Linked DNA regions of Mus musculus: regions 1, 2 and 4 are each linked to region 3. A link is a contact called in public HiChIP or PLAC-seq and Micro-C data. All regions are on one chromosome and are shown on one strand. The core of a region is the stretch at or near the end of the contact, and the rest is flanking DNA. Distances in the headings are between cores, read along the strand shown. Region 1 overlaps Sfxn5 (sideroflexin 5). Region 2 holds the start of Exoc6b (exocyst complex component 6B). Region 3 holds the start of Emx1 (empty spiracles homeobox 1). Region 4 overlaps Sfxn5 (sideroflexin 5).

Region 1 (4,239 bases), core at 361-2,860, 110 kb before region 3:
GTGTGTCCTGTGGCCTTGCTTGCTCTTCTGTTCATGGATAGATGATAGCTTCTCCACAGAGGGTTGCCTTCTTAAATGGCTGCCACACCAATGAATGGCGTGTGGCCTGCAGGAGCTCTACAGTCTAGCATCTCTCTCATCTTGGACGGTCAGTCTCCACCCTCAGCAGCTATAGTCTGCTTCGATAGCCTTGGAAAACACCTTCCAGAATCTTCCAAGTTTCTGCTTTCCCAGATATGTGACTTTTTGTCTACCTTCGGGGTCTCATCATCTCCTCTCCCTTCTGGAAGGAATGCTTTTGTTTGGAGAAAGCTGCTGGACCTCAAGTCTCATGTGTTCCAGGCTGGCTTCCAAATCACTATGAAGCTGAGGATGACTTTGAACTCTTGACCCTCCTGCCTCCACCTCCAGAGTGCTGGGATTATAGGCCTGGCTTCTGTGATGCTGACGTGCAACCCAGGATTTCAGACCTGCTAAAACAGCGATCTACCAACTGAACTACCTAATTGCTTTGCATTGAGGTATCGTTAGTACTTAATACAAAGTAGGTGCTTAATAAACATTTGTTCACTAAGTGAATTCTTTTATAATAGGCTTGAAAGCAAATATCCCTATCTTCATACTACAAAAGAGATATTGGAGGCTCAGAAAGACTAAGTGAAGAATCTCCCTTCTCCTAGTGAACTAATGGGGGATTTGAAATCAAACCTGGGCTCCTCTGCGGGGCCTGACCTCTACCTAGAGAGAAGTTTCTTGCATAATGAAGCCACAGCTGCTGACACAGTACCACAGAAGCAGGCAGGACATCCCTCTTCTTTCCTGTGTCTGTAGAATTGGGGGCTCCCTGCACCCCACATAGGCTTGTATAGGTACATGGTACCTGGAGTTACCATGGCAACACAATTAATGGTGCGCTATAACGCAATAGGCTCAACTGATCAATTAGGAAGTTTTTTGTTTGTTGAATGGAGGCGTCCTTCCCGTACAGAAGGGTCCCCTTCAGGCTCTGTTTAATTACCTTCTGGAGGTTGTTTTAAATAGGCTCTGTCTTTGCTGCCTTAGGAGGTTTAAAGAAGCAGCTTGCTAGGAGACAGAGGGGAAGTGAGTGAGCCAGACTGGGGGTGGGGCTGTTGTTCTCCCTCGGGGTGCTGGGGTGTGTCCTGCCTCCTAGCCCCACGTGGGACCCCAGCCTGCCCCTCCCTTAGTCTCCGTGGAGGCAGGTTCAGCTGAGACAATGGCCACCTCTTAAATCAGTGAAATCTGTGTGTTCTAGCAGTTACCCAGATGGCTTCCCCACACTGCCCTTTGTCCCCATTCTCCAAGTGAGCCAAACAGAGTCTCAGCTCTCAGATCCATTACTAAAGCCAGTCATTCCCACCGGGTCAGGGCTGCACAGCTCCGTGTTCAGCCAGAAGTGCCCTGGATGTTGGGCTGAGGACAAAGAAGGTCAGCTCTCAACCTGGGGCTGCAGCTCAGAGTGGAGGTGCCTCTGTGTGCTTCTGTGAGGATGCCAGGGATCCTGGCCTGCACTCTCCATATGGTGGCTAGCCACTGTGGCTCAGCTGGCCTTCCATGCATGGTTGTAGGTCCCAGGGTGACTCTCGGTGACCTGCTTGCACAAGTGGCTTGTGGAACTTGAACTTTTTCACTGTGGGCAGTACTTGCTGCCTTTTCTGAACCCAACAGTTAACTCGTTGGTCCAGCAGGTCACGGGGCAACGCTCAGCCAGACACTGGAACCTCAGTGCCTCGAACCTCTTCCTTTCTGAGTTGGGCCTGGTCTGGTAGACTTGGCAGGAAGGGAGCATGGGCTCCACCTCCTTATTGTTATTTGAGACAGGATTTCTTGTAGCCCAGGATAGCCTCAAATTCACTGTGTAGCTGGGAGTGGCTTGAACATATGATCTTTTCTCCTCTAGCTCCTGAGTTTAGGATGATGTAAGCATGTGCCGCCATGCTCTACTCTGGTTAATTTTTTTGAGGCAGTTTCTCTCCCTGCAGCCCAGGCCGGGCTGGCACTTGCTGTACGGCGTAGGTTGTCCTGGGATTCATGCTTCTCCTGTCTCAGCCTCCGAAGGCTGGGGCTACAGGTGTGCTTTAACATAAAGGGAAAAAAAAGTAAGAGTCAAAGGTGCGTGGGAATTTAACCAGGACAAGGAAAGATGGTGGCTGCCCCAGGGCCAAAGGGCCAGCCCCTGTGTAACGGTCACATGGCTTCCAGTAGAGATAAAGTACCCGATGAGAAGGGGAGAAATGTGTGTTTGGCTGGCTCTGCTCTCCCTTGGTGGTGTCCTGTTAGCATCAGCAAGGCTGTGGTGCAGCCCCCGCCTGATCCTGACACAGGAAGAAACAGAAGGTACAAGGGTAGGGAATGGCTGTGCAGGTCACTTGTCGCCTGCCACAGGAGCTCAGTCACACAGACCCTTGCGCTCAGCCACCACCAGTTGCTGCCCTCTAGCTATGGGGATCTTGCTGGGACATTTCATCCTCCACACACCAAGGGGCTAATGGAGGACCTGGATGCTGTGCATTCATCCTGTTACAAACCAAAACACAAAAACAAAAACTCTTTTTTTTTTTTCTTTTTGAGACAGGTTCTCATTATTCACTATGATGCCCTAGCTGTCCTAGAACTCATTATGAACAGGCTGGCCACAAACACACAGAGATCCACCTGCCTCTACCTCCTGAGTGCTGGGATTAAAGGTGTGTGCCACTAAGCCCAGCTCATCAAACGTTTTAAGTACGCAGTGTGGTTGCCTTTATTATATTAATCAACCAGTAGATTAAACTATAGTGGTGGTTCTCCACCTGTGGATGGATACCCCTTTGGGGATCAGATGACCCTTTTACAGGGGGCACATGTCAGATATTTCCATTATAATTCAAAACAGTAATTCAAAATTATATTATTGAAGTAGCAATGAAATGATTTTATGGTTGGGGCTCACCACAACACGAGAAACTGTATTTAAGGGTTGTAGCTTAAGGAAGGTTGAGAACCACTGATCTACAGTGTGTGTCCAGGGTCTTGAGCATGCTGCGAAAGTGTTGTTGCTCTTTACAGCCAGCCCTGCCTTACACGTGCGTGTGTGTGCACACACACACACAATTATTTTTGAAATGGCAATATGTGAACAAGAAACAGTATTCTAGAAGCATAAAAATAGCAAAGTTTTTGGGAGAAGGCTCATTCAGTGAAGTGCTTGCCACGCAATCTGAGTTCGATCCCTGGCAGCCGTGTGCAAGCCGGGCATAGAGGGTGGCATGCATCTCGGTTCCCTGCGTTGGGGATGGAGAGATAAGAGCGTCCTTCCATCCCACTGGACAGCCAGTCTAGCTGAGTATGACTCAGGTAAGTCACTAAGGTATGAAGTGTTTGCACACACTGAGATTGACCCCTGGCCTCCTGTGAGCAGAAGCGTTGTTTGGGGACATAGCTCAGTTGGAATGTAACTTCTATGCAGGAAGCACTGCATAAAAAAAAATGTGATTGGCATTCAGGAGGGGGAGCCGAGAGGGTCAGGATTACAAGGCCGTCCTCGGCTCTGTGGAGAGTTTGAGAGCAGCCTGGGATACTTAAGACTCTGTCTTGCAAAGCAAAACAAAGCTTGGGGTAGGGATAGTGACTCGCAGTTAACAGTACCCCCGGCTCCTACAGAGGATCAGAGTTTGATTCTCAGCACTTATTACTGGGAAGCGCACAGTGGCTTATAACAGCAGTACCAAGGGAGCTGGCGCCCTCTTCTGGCCACTGTAGAGACCTGCACACATGTGCACAACACAAAACCCCCTGCAAATGTATACGTAGTATACCCATAAATAAAAATAAAGAAAATCTTTTTTTTTTAAGAAGGAAGGTTGAAAGAAAAAGATTAAGAAAAAAGGAAGAAATGGGAAAAGGGAGAAAGGCAGGCAATTTGGTAGCCAGCTTCCCTTCCAGGAAGTGGTAGAGCTCGTCTGTCCCCTCCCCTTTTTCTTGCAGCACCCTGTGTCTCTCTCTGAAGATACTGCAAGGATTTCAAAATTCTCTTTAGTTCCTGATTTGTCCTGCTCCCTCCAAATTCTTCCAGCCTCTGTGTGTACCCAGGCTCACTGAGAAAGAATCTTTTCCATTTAGATATTTCAAATATCAGTGTTTTAAAATAAGGTCTCAAGTATCCGAGGCTGGTGTCAAACTCCTGATCCTCCTGAGTTGCTGGGATCATAGGCCACTGCTTTCTACAGTGTTGATGTTCAC
Region 2 (4,179 bases), core at 633-3,132, 120 kb after region 3:
TGCCCCTGGTTGCCAGAGGTTGAGGCTAAGTCTCTATTGCTGAAGACACTGTGCAGTTTGAACATAGGACCTAGAGCTGGATCTGCCCTGAAAACCTCTTCCCTGAGGACTAACTTTCATAGAACTAGAAGGTGCTATTCCAAGTACTAGTAGAGGGAGACAACCAACAGTCCTAAGAACTACAGCAACTACCAGCATAGTCAGAGATCCCCAAAGGCACAATAATGGCCATCATACTTTGGTTGTAACCAGAAGATGTCTAATTGCATTTAAAGCCCACTTGGCATGGGGGAAATCATTCCTGGTATTGGAAGCCTAGTAAACTAGCTGGGGCTAGTGTGGTTATGGATCTTAGAGGGGAACCTACTACTGCTACTGTAGTAAACCAGTATAATTGCTAATAGCATTCTAAATAACCTTATAACCACAGTTTAGGTGTGGCTCCCAACCTCACCAAAGAAGTTTCTTGCAACAGACAGTGACCATTCCAGAAAACCACAAACAGTCAGAATACAGAGAAGAACGACCATGGAGTTCTCAGTCCCAATGGTTACATCTACAACACAACTCCTGCACCCAAGACTCAGGAAACATTTCTGAAGAGAGGGTCAGAAAGATTTCAAAGCCAGAGGATCAGGAAATGTGCTGTGAGATTGTGTTTCCTAAAAACTACAGGGAAGATTCACCTATGAACTACAGGCAAGTAAAGGAGAGAGAGAGAGAGAAAGAGAGTCTTTCTCTATGGGAGCCCTCTATGCTGGTTATCCAATGCCAAGTGGCCAGCCTTGAAATCACATATATGCAACACTGAACAACTCAGTAGCTTGTAACTGTATATTTATGTGTAGACACACATCCACATCTTCACACACAATTAGAGAAGAGAAGGCCAGGATTTTGGGGTGGGAGGTGAGGGGTGCATAGGTAGACTGGAAGGAAGAAAAAGGAATGTAGAAAAACGATGTAATTTTATTTTAATAATAAAAAAAGGCCAAATGTGGTGGTAGATGTCTTTAAATACAGAACTTTGGAGGGCTGAGGCAGGTAGGTATCTGTGAGTTCAGGGCCAATCTTATCTACATAATGAATTTCAATTCTATCTAGGACTACATAATGGGACCTTTTCTCAAGAGAAAAAAAGAAAAGAAAAGAAAGCTGGTTGTGGTGGGTCTTGCTCATAGGAAATGATTAAGAGGTGGAGGCAGAAACAGCCAGTACTGAAAACATACATTCAAGTTACATTATACAAACTGAACATATTTAGGTATATATTTATATGCATATATGCATACAATAACAGTGAATAGAGGGGCCATGAATTTGAAGAGGAGTGGGGAAGGGGTATGTAGGAGGCTTTGAAGGGAGGAAAGGGAAAGGAGAAATCTTATAATTATATTATAATCTAAAAAAAAAAAAAAAAGAAGAAGAAGAAGTGGAAACAGGATGATCATGAGTGCAAGGCCAGCCTGGGCTTCATATTAGGGGCTGGAGAGAAGACTCAGCTGATAAACACTGAACACTGTGGTTCTTCCCTGCACCTACTAGTGACATCACAACCATCTGTAACTCCAGTCCCAGGTGATCTGACACCTTCTGCTGATTTCCTTGGGTACCATGCATACATGTAGTGCACAGATATACATACAAGCAAAATACACATAAACGATTTTAAAAAAATGTGCTGGGTTAGTACCACTGCCTGATTTGATGTCACTGTATACATGTGTCGTAAAGCTCTGCATCTATATCAAAGTAGAGGCAATTTGCGCAGATTCAGTGTGTGTGAATGGGCAGAATCCAGTTCAGCCTGACCCAGAGAACTACGAATCCCAGTGGGCTGCGCGCGACGCTCGCGGCCCGGCTGACGCCAGGGGGCGTGGCATCCGAGGGCGGGGTCGCGCTGCGGGGTGCTGGCCCAGCGGCCGCAGATCCTGGGCAGAGGGATCGTGGGGTACTCGCTGAGAGAGGGCCGCGCGGCAGCGCCCTGCGATGGAGCGGGCGAAGATGGCGGAGGAGAGCCTGGAGACGGCGGCGGAGCACGAGCGGATCCTGAGGGAGATCGAGAGCACAGACACGGCCTGCATCGGGCCCACGCTCAGGTACTGGGGCGGGGCCGGGTCGGCTGGAGCAGGCGGAGCGCGGCGGCTGGCTGTGGGGAGAGTCGCGGGTGTCCCGCGTCCTGGGCGAGGCCCTGCTGGGGAGCTACTCTGAGGAGAAAGGGTGAGGCGCGGCTCTACTGGGCCGCCGCTCCCTTTGGTTAGCTGCTCTTCAGTCAGGAGCAAGCGCCGGCTCTGCGCGCTGTGGAACTGCCCATCACAGGTCCTCCGAGAGCGTCCCGGTTTTCTCGGTCCTGGAGGAAGTGTCCTCCCACCTTCCCTCGCCTGAGAGCCCAGTTCGTGAGGACGACCCAGTCCAGGTGTAGTCTCAGGACCTTGCCACTACCTGGACATGCTCTGTGCTCCCTCCCCTGACACCTTCTCCGAGAGCTTCCACCTGCATTGCCCGTGGAGATGTCAGGACGTACCCGGCCTTTCTCGGCTTACTTACCTTGCACTTGTTACACAGAGCGTGAGGCATTGTGTGAGTTAATGTGCAAACACATCTATGGAAGCCGTTGAGCAATCCTACCGCTGGGGTACAGTTACCGTTCCCTCTGTATCAGACGAGATGCCTGGAAGAGGAGTGACTTATCCAAGGTCGCAGAGGAAGGGAAATGGGTTTCTTGTTCCCAGCTCAGACACTGCACTGAACACCCTGCCTTTCCGTCTTTTTAATTTTTTTGTGGTGTTGTGGATGGAACACAATGTCTTGCAGTGTGCCAGGCAAGCCCTCTTCAGCTGAACTGTGCACAGCCCACAGATTCTTCGCTACTTTTGTTCTGCCTTAGTTGCGGATTGCCATCTGCTGTACTTCCTGTTGAAAATTATTCAGCAAGCCCAATTTTGAACACCCCCCCCCTCAGTTTCCTGGTGTCCTAGAACTAGTTCCTTCCAATCCTTTCCTGTAGTACTTTCTGGTCTCTGTTCAGTACATGAGTTGAAAATCATCTTTACCCCTCCTTGTACAATATATATCAATGCGCCTCCCTCCATAGAGCATCACTAATCAGTGTTGGCATTTTCATGGGGAGAGTTGTCCCTGTCACGAGTGACCAAGACTGGGACTTTTACTTTTAGCTTCACTTGCACAGCATTCTTCTCCAGGCTCCATTTTTGGTGCCAAGCAAGTTTTCTCAGTGTCATTCCTGGAAATAACTGTCCTTAATAGTTTGTCTTTCCTCCCCTCTGCCCACCCCCACAACCCAGAGCCTTGGAATGCCACACAATGCTCTTCCACTGAATTGAACCCCATCTTTCCCCCTGCCCCAGGTGATTTTTAACTCCCGTTTCTTATTGTGCCAGTTCTTTCACAGAGTTGATTCCTTTTCCTCTGAATCAACATCATGACCATGATCTTGGTCGTGCTCCTCTCCTTTACTGTTTTCTTGTGGGAAAGGCCAGTGATTTACATTTCGTCGTAGTCCTTTCTAAAAGCCCAGTTGTCACTCACTAATATTCTCCTACATATGTTATTAGTGGCTATTACTATTTGGCTTTCAGTAACTAAAGTGATAGTAGAGTGACTGAAAATGTTATGTTAAGAAATTTGTCTGTTAAGTTGAGGGTTTAGAATCACCAGAATTTTAGGAAGAATTTCTTATCAGGACATGCTGTCTTGAGTTGCTTGTGGTTTCTGATTGCTGTTGTTTTATGTAATAAATAACTTTAATTTAGATTACTGTGATTTAGTGTGTTAACCCTCAGTGAAATAGTAGTACATTTTGTCTTTTATTTCTAGCATGGATATGTAGTTTCCCTTATTCCAGGCTGTCTTCATACTTGCTCTCTAGCTGAGGGTACCCTTGAACTTCTGATCTTCATCATACTTCCTAAGAGCTGGGATTATAGTTTAGCCTCATCAAGCTTAGTTTTATCACAGTCATGCTAGTGACTGAACAGGCTCGCTGCTGCCTGTCAGGTGAGCATTCGACCAACTGAGCTCTATGTCCAGCACCAGTAGTGTGTATTTGTATAAACTGAATTTTGCTGTTTAATTTTCTTGGCTTTAGTAATACATTGTAACTTAATCATGTTGGTATCTTGGCTTTAGTAATATATACATTATAATTTAAACATGTTA
Region 3 (4,537 bases), core at 2,020-4,519:
CTGAGCCACAGGACGGACCAAGCTTGAGGCTGAGGTGCAGCCTGTGTGAAGTAATTTCGGGCCGTGAGAAAAGGTGTCCGTTTTAGACACCCTTAGGAAAGGAACATGACCCCCATCGTTCGCTGGAATTAGGAGTTAGGATGTGAAAATTCCTACATTCTCTCTCTCCAGGCCGCTGCAAGGCTGATGGCTGGGAGCTAGCAGCGGAGATACTAGGAACCAGGCAGCGGAAAGCGGGAGCAAGAATCCGAAGCTCCCTGGGCTGGGGCTGCAGTCCTAGATGGAGAGGCCCCATTAGCTACAGACTTGGAGCCTGGTGCCCCGGAGGAATTGCTCGGAGCTAGAACCTGGAGCGGTCAACAGTAAAACGGAGATAGCCCCTTCCCTCTTCCTCCTGACTGAACAAAGGCGGCCTTTGAAGCGAGTGCCCACAACCGCAGCAGGATTGGTAGGGCTGAGTCTCCTTTAGTCCCCTTCAGTCGTAGCTTTCCAATTCAAAAAGTTCTTGATCCCTGGGAAATATCACCAAAACGACGCCAACCTCGCTTAATCTTCGCGGGTTCTTCCCGTTTGGCCCCCAGTTCGGAGGTCCCGACCGTGCACCCCAGCTTTTCCTCTTTGCTTAGGGGAGAAGCGGCTTCCAGGCGCTACCCGCTCGTGTTGCCCGGGAGCGCTGCGCACAGAACGCGTAAGCCGGTTCCGTTTCGTTCTTGTAGGGTTTCGTTTCTTGCACCAAAACGGGACTGAAGTGAGCATCGCGGAGACCCGGTTCTCCAGAAAACACGGCGCCGGAGGGCCTGGGACTGCTGGGTTCTTAGCCCGGAGACCCAGTGGAATCTGGAAGAGGCAGCGTCGCCGGTCTGCAGGCTGCAGGGCCATGGCACTTCGGAGTTGGAAAGGGTTGATCAGCACCCATTGGACTTCCGAGTTCGCAAGCGCGGTCACACTCAGATCCTTCCCCGCGTCGAGACGCGGTTCTGGAGAGAAAAAGCCCACCGTTTGTGTAACTCCACAACGTATCCGCTGGGACCGATGGCTCAGAGAGCAGCGGAAATTTCCTGGAGGGTTTTGCGGAGGATATACTGGCCTCGCTTGGCTGAGGATGCTCGGAGCCCGAGAGCTGATCTCTCTCAAAAGGCACATCCAGCCTCGGGCGAGCGGGATCAGCGCGCGGGGCCAGAGGTGTGAAAGGTGGAGAGAAAAACGTGAGATTCCGAGATTCTGGACTAAGGGCCGAAAAAGCCCCATCCAGGAAGCATCTTGAGTGTGCTGAGGCACTGGACTAGGCTAGGAGCCCTTAGCACCCTGTCTTCCAGGGTCCCGGATCCTTCACCAAGGGTTCCAGGTCCCTTGAGCCGTGGGCTCACATCCTGGAATAATCAAAATTCCGCCAGTGGGCGCGAAGCTGAAGATAGAGCCCCCCTCCCCCGGAGGGGGGACGCGGGTAGTTGGCTAAATTAGAATAAAACCTCATTTTAGTAGTAAGCATTGGTGTTAAGTGACGGGAAATGTTACCTAAAGCAGCTAATACCTTAGGCTTTTCCGCTCCCGCCTGCGCACACTTTTTGAGGAGAAAAATATACCCACAAACATAGGCGCCGAAGTAACCACACTATTGGATCCACGGGAATTTCTGTATGTAGTGGCCAGGGAAGAGCGGGGGTCATTGATAAATCGGGCCCTCTCTAAATAGCCTTCTCCAAGTCAGTCAAGCGACTATAGCTAAAGATTCAAGACATTTTTCCTTTTATCATATAAATAATTGTATCACATATCAGATTCTCTTTGGCCGCGTAGCTCTGGCTCAATGTCAGTGTAGCTCCTGGAGCTGCTGTTTTATGAAACGCTAAATTTACCTGTAAATAAAGTCTATATCAAAGTGGGAACTAAGCAATTGCTATAGGAATCAAGGCCAAAATTTTCTTTTAATGAAAGAAAAGAAAACTGCACATCCAAGGAAGAAAATTATCTGCACTGGACACAACTCTCTCTCTCTCTCTCTCTCTCTCTCTCTCTCTCTCTCTCTCTCTCTCTCTTTAGGAAAGTCAGATAACTGGTGTGTGTGTGTGTGTGTGTGTGTGTGTGTGTGTGTGTGTGTGTGTGTTTGTGCGTGTTTAAAGCTTTTGGAGGGGTCTTAATTAGCAAACCAGATGCGGCTGCAGACGGGGTGGGGTAAGACTAGATATGACCTTAAAAGCCCTCCTCTGCCACTACCCCTCTCAAGAGGACTGTCCTGAGCTCTAGCAACCGGGTGGGCTCCTGGAGGAGGTCAGTGGTGAAGAAAGCCGGTTTGTTTTCGCAAGCCTTTTCCACTTTGGGTCGGAGAGGGCACATGTAACTGGGAAAAGTCTGGCCAAGGTTGCTGAGAAACGTCCCAAGAAATCCGAGTGAACGCACCACGCTGCCCTGCTTCTCACAGAGCCAGCGAATGCAGGTGGACTTTCCCCTGCCCCGACGCGCCAAGAGTAGTGGTGACCAAAAGAGCGAAGTATGGTCACAGCTCAGAGCTCTGGCGCGGGAAGGGCAGAGGGCCAGCATTTCAGGGTTGGGACTGGTTTAGTCGGAAAGGAGATTAAGGTTGGCCACTGGAGGGTCTGAAAAAGCTCCTAGGATGCTCTCGGCCTTCTATTCCAATTGGCTTTATTCCTTGAAAAGCGTGGCGGTCCCAACCTCACTTCTTGGGTGGGAGACCAACGCAGCAGACCACAGGCTAATCGCCTGCGCACAGTCCAGGCTGATCCCTAAGCCTTGTCCCCCCACAACTTCTGAACATCCCCGCCGCCGCGCCTAGCCTCCCCCCGCATCCCCGGGTCACGAACACGGCATGGACACTCACCCTGGAAGCGGTGGCCAAAGAAGCGATTCCGAAGCACCCAGGGGTAGAAGTGGAGAGGGTCCCGATGCTGGGCGCTGAAGAAAGAGTGAGGGGGTTGCAGCGAGGAGGAGCCCAGCTGGTGTGCCGGGTGCACCGTCAGAGCCGGGTGGTTCATGGCCTCTGGGAACACCAGCTCCGGCCCTCCATAGAGCGAGCGGCCGGCGCCCGCAGCGGCAGCGGCAGGGAAGCCACTCACGAAGGCCGTCTCGGCCGCACTGGGGTGAGGATAGTTGAGCGCCGTGGGCCTGAGCGGTTCCTCTGATGCGGCCACAGCCAGTGGATGGGAGCCCGCGCCCCCGCTGCCAGGACTCCCGCCGGTGCCACCATCCTTGGCCACCAAGGACTCTATGGTGAAACCCCGCTTAGCCGCGGGCTGGAACATCGTCGCGGCCGCCGAAGCGGAGTGAGGTAGCGGGGCTCTGGGGAACGCTCGGTGCCCCGGCGCTGCCGCCGTGCGGGGTGTGCACCAAGCCTGGCACATGCACTCACGCCCGCACCCTTCACCTCCCCCGCCCGCCCACCCGCCCGCGCTCGGCCCTTGCGGACCAGCCAGGAGCGGGGCGGCGAGGGGCGTGCGAGAGCCCTAACACCGAGTTGGGCCACTGCGCACCGCCTGGAGCGTGGTCCCCGCGGCCCAGCAGGCAGCTCCTCTCAAACGCCCGGGCGCGGGCTGCCTGTGCTACTGAGAGCCGCTTCAGCGGTCCTCCTGGATCTCTCCCTTACTAATCAAGCTGTGACCGACCACCGCCCGTGATCTTTCTAGCTCTGCCGGGCCAGGCCTGGGCTGCAGCTCTGCGAGGAGAGAGTTAGCGGGCACCTGCCCCGCGCTCCCCCATTGGCCACCGCTCACCTGCCCCAAGGTGGGGGGCGGGGCGGGGCGGGGCGATGGATGGCGGGTGGGGGAATACGGTCCCCAGTCGGAGGCAAAAGCCGGACTGGAGCATTGGTGCTTGATCTAGTGTCCTCCTCCTACCCTCCACTCTGCATCTTGATTTTCTGACTTGGTCCTTTAGCCTCCGCCACACTCTGCTCTGAGGGGGACATCTACAAAGCCTGGGCTTGAGGAAATATACCAAACCCTCTTCAAGCACGTACCTCAGTTGAACCCCCTCCCTTCGCCCTGGGATGTCGTTTCAGTTCTTAGAGAACTTGGATACAAGCTTAGGATGGGTGTTTGGGGTCCAGCCTAGATTCTCCAGAGAACCTGGTCTACGTTCGCCTAACCTAAGAGAGCTCTCCCCTCACCCACCATCAGCCTCCGGAGCTGTTTTCTGAAGCTGCGGTTATGTTTCTGAAATTTCACATTTTTATGGATTTGGGGAACAGTGCTTCAAACAGGATATGCATTCTTTTCTCAGGGGCCAGGTTCGCACTGTCCGGGGAGGAGCGACATAACCCATCACTCCGCAGCTCTCCCGCGGCAGTTCGCAAGGGTTCCAATGCAGCGGTTTTGCCAGCCTTCCCCCTCCCTCCCTCGCGCTGCGACCATCTCCCACTGGACCACGGGGCTTAAGCTCAGAGTGATTTCCTTTCCTTGGGCGTCAGTATTGGACGACAAGGCCAAAATGGGGTCTTTGGGTCACTGCATTCTAAATTGGAGCTGGCCTTGCTGTTCGCGTGGTTCTCCAGAGGACAGGCCAGTGGTCCTTGGGGGGAGGGGAG
Region 4 (4,263 bases), core at 255-2,754, 77 kb before region 3:
CGCACTTATGGTGGAGGCAGGAGGATCAGAAGCTCAAAGTTATCCTCAGGCATATAGTGAGCTTGAGTCCAGCCTGGGCGACGTGGGACCCTGTCTTAACAAACACGGTGGCCTGATAGTCAAAAGCACTGGCTGCTCTCCCAGAGGACCTGGGTTTGATTCCCAGTGCCCATGTGGTGGCTCACAATTATCTGTAACCCCCAGTTCCAGGGGATCTGACTCTCTAGCCTCTGCAGGTGCTGCACATACATAGTACACATACATACAGGCAACACACACACACACACACACACACACACACACACACACACACATGCACACACACACCATTTTTTTAGAAAAATTGAAAAAAAAAGAAAACATAACAGTGAAATAATTCACATGTACAAATCTTTTGATAACACCCCTTCCCTTATCTTTTCCATCACTAACTGCAACTGTACACACTGTGTGATAGGAAGCCATTCATCCTACCCAGTCATTGCCATGGCTGTGGTTCTAAAGCAGAGCTTTGGGGCTGTCCTCACACAGCTCCTTTTATTTTACTCCCACGTAGACCAAGCCACCTCCAAGTGAAAGTGGGGCATCCCTTTTTGTGCCTGGTATCTTATTCGTTCCCTGAATGCCTTGCTGCCAGTTAGAAGCCATATGCAGCCAGACCTGTGTAGACGGCTCACTGTGGAGAAACTGCCAATCTGTCCGGTAGACTTGCAACCCCCAATGGAACTTGGTTTGAGAGTCAGATAAATCGGGGCAGCTTGGCTCTGCTGGTCTGAGGCCTGAGCTCCCGGGAGGGGAGAGGGCTCCCTCCCCACCCTCTTGCTCTGTAATGCAAGAGGAGTTTAGAGCCTCCCTGGCTCAGGTGCATCAACAGCCTTTCCCTTCCTAGAGATGCTCTGATGAAGCAGAAGGACCTGGGAGGAGGGCGCAACACAGGGAAGGGCTTGAGTGGAAAGGTCCTCGCCCTGGTACCTTCCCACTGAGCATGTGGCTCAGGAATTCAACTTAGGGAAACTCTGACCTCTCTGAGTTCCTTAGGATCCTTCCAGTGGTTCCTTAGGATCCTTCCAGTGGTGGGGTCCCATTCATTCCATCCCAACACTTTCCAGGTCTGTACTTTACTCAGACTGCTTGGTGGAGGAACACAGACGCCAGCAGTTACTCGGAACTTGGGGCTTGCACCGTGGAGACACCCTCTGCTTCCTCTTTGCTTAGTTCCAGATTCCCCCTCACCCCCAGGAGATTTTCCTTGACCCAAGTCCCAGAAAATTCTCCTTCTTCCCACTCTCAGTCACACCCTGTCCTCTCATTGTCCCCATTTGGATTACGAGTTAGCTAGGGACAGGCATCTGTCTCATACCCCACAGAGGGAACCATAGAGCCCTGTGCCATAAATACCTATTAATTAGGCTGCTGATTGATCGCTGGCCTTGAGAGGCCCCTCCTCTCCTCTCCGGGAGCCTGAGCCCAGCAGTGTCGTGCCCCTCTGCCTGACGACTTCATACAGCGAGGGGCTCACTCGGGCAGATGGAGTGGAGTTCCTGACTTGGAAAATCGGCAGCTTGCTTTCTTTTCTTTTGTGTGTATAAATCACAAAACTGCCAAAGACAGAGGCTTGATTTTATTTTCCTCTCCCTTGTTCTCTGGAACCCCAGGCCCTGCGGCCTCATTAACTGATTTCGGCTTCAATTAGAGACAAATCCCCTCCCAGGGCGAGCCTGTTAGGAGCAGATGACCTGCAAACAAGTGTCACGGCCCCAGTGGTTGGCCCAGTTCTGGCATTAATTAAAACGAGTCCCTACAAGCAGGTGGCTGGATGGCGCCTGATGGGCTGAGAGCCGGTCCCAGAGACGAAGCTGAGCTGAGGTGCAGCCTCCTCTGTGGGGTCTGCAGAGCCCCAGCTCTCTTTCAGAAGAACCCTTGCTTGGCCTTGGCCACCAGCACCCCCTCACCAATCAGGCATTCCCCCAAATGAAGCCTCATGCTGGGCCCAGGATTGTTGGGGTGAGAAGCCTCTCTGGGGCCCCCCTAAATAGATTTGGCAATGCCTGGGGCTCTTGCTTTAGAATAAAAAAGAAATCCCGTCTTAAGTTATTTTTGAAAACCTAACAGTTTGCTGTCTTTTAACAAAGGAAACCTCTCTCTGTCTTCTTTGTGTTTTTGTTCTGGAGTTTGTGTGGAAGCTTCTGGACTGGCCACCATGATCTCTGTGAAGGGAGAGATCAAGCAGGCTCCTGACTCCTGCTGCAAGGTCTGTGATGGGCCGGACACTCTGCAGGAGCCTGGGCTGTAGCCTGATAGAGCTTTTAGGATGCCAGGAGAGTGAGTGGCGAGCCTTGAGGCAGTCAGAGCCATGGTGGTGCTGCCCCTGAGGTGTCACAGTCAGTCACAGGGCTGACACATTGGACAGATGGAGAAAGCCAACAGAAGGCAGGGCTGGATGTCCCAGAGAGAGGGCACAGCAGATACAGCGGCATGCAGAAAGATGGGAATAGATACTAGACACTCAGAAGTGTGTCTGCCATGTAGAGAGTAATGCTGATTGTAACAAATGGTAGTGGATAGCAGCAGTCATCAGGGGCCAGGAATACCACACCAGGAATCCCAGACTGGCCACTGCAGGGTCTTAGGCAGAAATCAGAGAAGACAGAGGCAATCCACTGACCACTTGTTCCTGGGTGGTGATGGACCTGGGCTTGGGGAGGAGGGCTCAGGGCTGATATCTTGTGTGACCTGTCAGGGGTAGGTTGGTGGAGCCTGATGATAGAGCTACTTCCATGTCCTGTCCCTGATTGAGTCTTTCCTCTTCAGCTAAGCCTTAGCTGCAGTGGCTTTTCCTTCAAGAACAATGCAGACCTCCTTTCCCCGAGAGGTCCTTTCTGTGTTGGCTGCAGTGTTTGTCTGCAGGGAGAGGCCTGGGAAACCTTCTGGTTCTCATTGCTTGCTGGCAACTCTACATGCCTCTGATGGTCAGATTAGTAATCAGCCACTCAGGTAGTAACAATGGCCAGTTCTTACAAAGCACTGGCACTATGCTGGTTCAGTTCCATTTTACAGTTGGGGAAACTGAGCACAGACTGGAGCCAAGAGCCCCGAGCCTGTGTACTGCAGCCCAGGCTTATTCACAGGTTTGCTGAGATGGGAAAAACTAAGCAGCGCTTTAGCTTCTAGGTGGGAGAAAATGTTACTGTTCCCTTGGTAGGCAGGTCCCCCCACAAGCACCCCGAGAACAGTGGATATTAGTGGTAGCTCTTAGATCTACCATCGACCTTCATACTTGGTTTCTGGACCTCTGTCTTCTGGCTACCATTAAGTCAGTATCGTGATCCGGAGCATACCCTGCCTCCTGTAAGACAAGATCTGGCTGGCTGGCTGTGCAGCAAGGGCATAGCCAGGCCCTCTGTTCTCCTCAGGGTTCCCAGGATAGCTGGGGCACAGTGGCACCCACGAATCCTGGTCCAGGCGGTCGGTCGCCAGGCTGCTTTCCTATCAAATGACTTCTGGGTTGGAGGAGCCATGGCAGAGACCCAGTAGCTGAATCTGAAGTGTACCAGAAGCCTGCAGATGGTGCTGCAGTGGCCAGTCAGACCTGGGCAGCAGCCCTGAATCCATTCTTGGGAGGAAGAGGGCCTAATGTTCCTGGCAGCCAGCACAGTGGTCCCTATCAAACAGGCATTAGGCCTGACCCCTGGCCTAGCAGATAAGCCCCTCAGTCTCAGCTGGAGGTGACAGGAGTGACACCTGTTGACTAACTAGCCCATTCACCTTTGCTCTTTTGCCCCTGAGCTCATTGCCAAGCAACAGGCTGGCTGAGGCCAGAAGACATTTAACCTTCACTTGGTAGCCAGGTTTAGTTTACAAAGCTGTGCCCTCTGGTGGGTATTTGTGGTACTTCAGTGACTTCCTGACCCACCCTTTGCCTTCTGGGACCCACACAAATGCAGGATCATTTGGGCACATTATTGTCCAGTCACCCAAGAGAAGTCTAAGGTCTGGTCTCAAGCCATCTCTCCTGCCAGTATCCATTGTTCTTTAGGGCCACTTAGACTCCACTGGCAGGTGCTGCAGAGTTCACAGAACCTTGCAAACAACCCAGTGTTACATGGTTGTGTCTCTGCAGAGCCCTCTTCCCTTCTCCCCCGCCCCTTCTTACCCAGCTACCTCCTGCTCACCCCCCCTGGTTCAGTCAGGTGTGCTTTGATGCTTTGGTGACCTCTGGGGCCTCCTCCCCTAGTTGACTATAATGAGCAGTTCAGGTAGCCC

The links. Hi-C and Micro-C count contacts between places; a contact is called where the count stands out from the background. HiChIP or PLAC-seq counts read pairs in DNA pulled down with a chosen protein or histone mark.
Region 1: an H3K27ac HiChIP or PLAC-seq map of embryonic stem cells shows a contact between it and region 3, with 7 read pairs. The contact joins the enhancer-like site here to the promoter of Emx1 in region 3. A contact is called at or near these places in 1 of 484 Hi-C or Micro-C datasets (embryonic stem cells), 6 of 115 datasets of contacts at active chromatin or transcription factors (embryonic forebrain, embryonic stem cells and forebrain) and 2 of 9 other capture datasets (adipose tissue and embryonic stem cells).
Region 2: a Micro-C map of embryonic stem cells shows a contact between it and region 3, with 1.9 times the contacts expected there. The contact joins the promoter of Exoc6b here to the promoter of Emx1 in region 3. A contact is called at or near these places in 2 of 484 Hi-C or Micro-C datasets (both in embryonic stem cells) and 2 of 9 other capture datasets (adipose tissue and pancreatic islet).
Region 4: a contact with region 3 is called in an H3K4me3 HiChIP or PLAC-seq map of embryonic forebrain, with 2.3 times the contacts expected there. The contact joins the enhancer-like site here to the promoter of Emx1 in region 3. A contact is called at or near these places in 4 of 484 Hi-C or Micro-C datasets (cerebral cortex, cortical neurons, embryonic stem cells and 1 more), 4 of 115 datasets of contacts at active chromatin or transcription factors (cardiomyocytes, embryonic forebrain, embryonic stem cells and 1 more) and 4 of 9 other capture datasets (adipose tissue, embryonic stem cells, liver and 1 more).

Annotation. Positions count from the first base shown.
Region 1 is chr6:85,290,817-85,295,055 of GRCm38.p6, reverse strand. The region is part of intron 3 of Sfxn5 (sideroflexin 5); the gene reads left to right. Among named protein-coding and RNA genes, the nearest start is that of Sfxn5, 40 kb to the left of the region's middle. Within about 2 kb of position 1,610, at least 58 of the 459 cell types and tissues checked have an H3K27ac peak or open chromatin away from gene starts, as enhancers often do. A contact at or near this core is called in adipose tissue, embryonic forebrain and embryonic stem cells, where this site is marked.
Region 2 is chr6:85,067,216-85,071,394 of GRCm38.p6, reverse strand. It overlaps Exoc6b (exocyst complex component 6B), which reads left to right and starts at 1,882. Exons shown (of 22, transcript NM_177077.2): 1 at 1,882-2,099. The coding sequence starts at 1,990.
Region 3 is chr6:85,186,663-85,191,199 of GRCm38.p6, reverse strand. It overlaps Emx1 (empty spiracles homeobox 1), which reads right to left and starts at 3,269. Exons shown (of 3, transcript NM_010131.2): 1 at 2,837-3,269. The coding sequence starts at 3,257.
Region 4 is chr6:85,262,627-85,266,889 of GRCm38.p6, reverse strand. The region is part of intron 9 of Sfxn5 (sideroflexin 5); the gene reads left to right. Among named protein-coding and RNA genes, the nearest start is that of Sfxn5, 69 kb to the left of the region's middle. Within about 2 kb of position 1,504, at least 35 of the 459 cell types and tissues checked have an H3K27ac peak or open chromatin away from gene starts, as enhancers often do. A contact at or near this core is called in cortical neurons and embryonic forebrain, where this site is marked.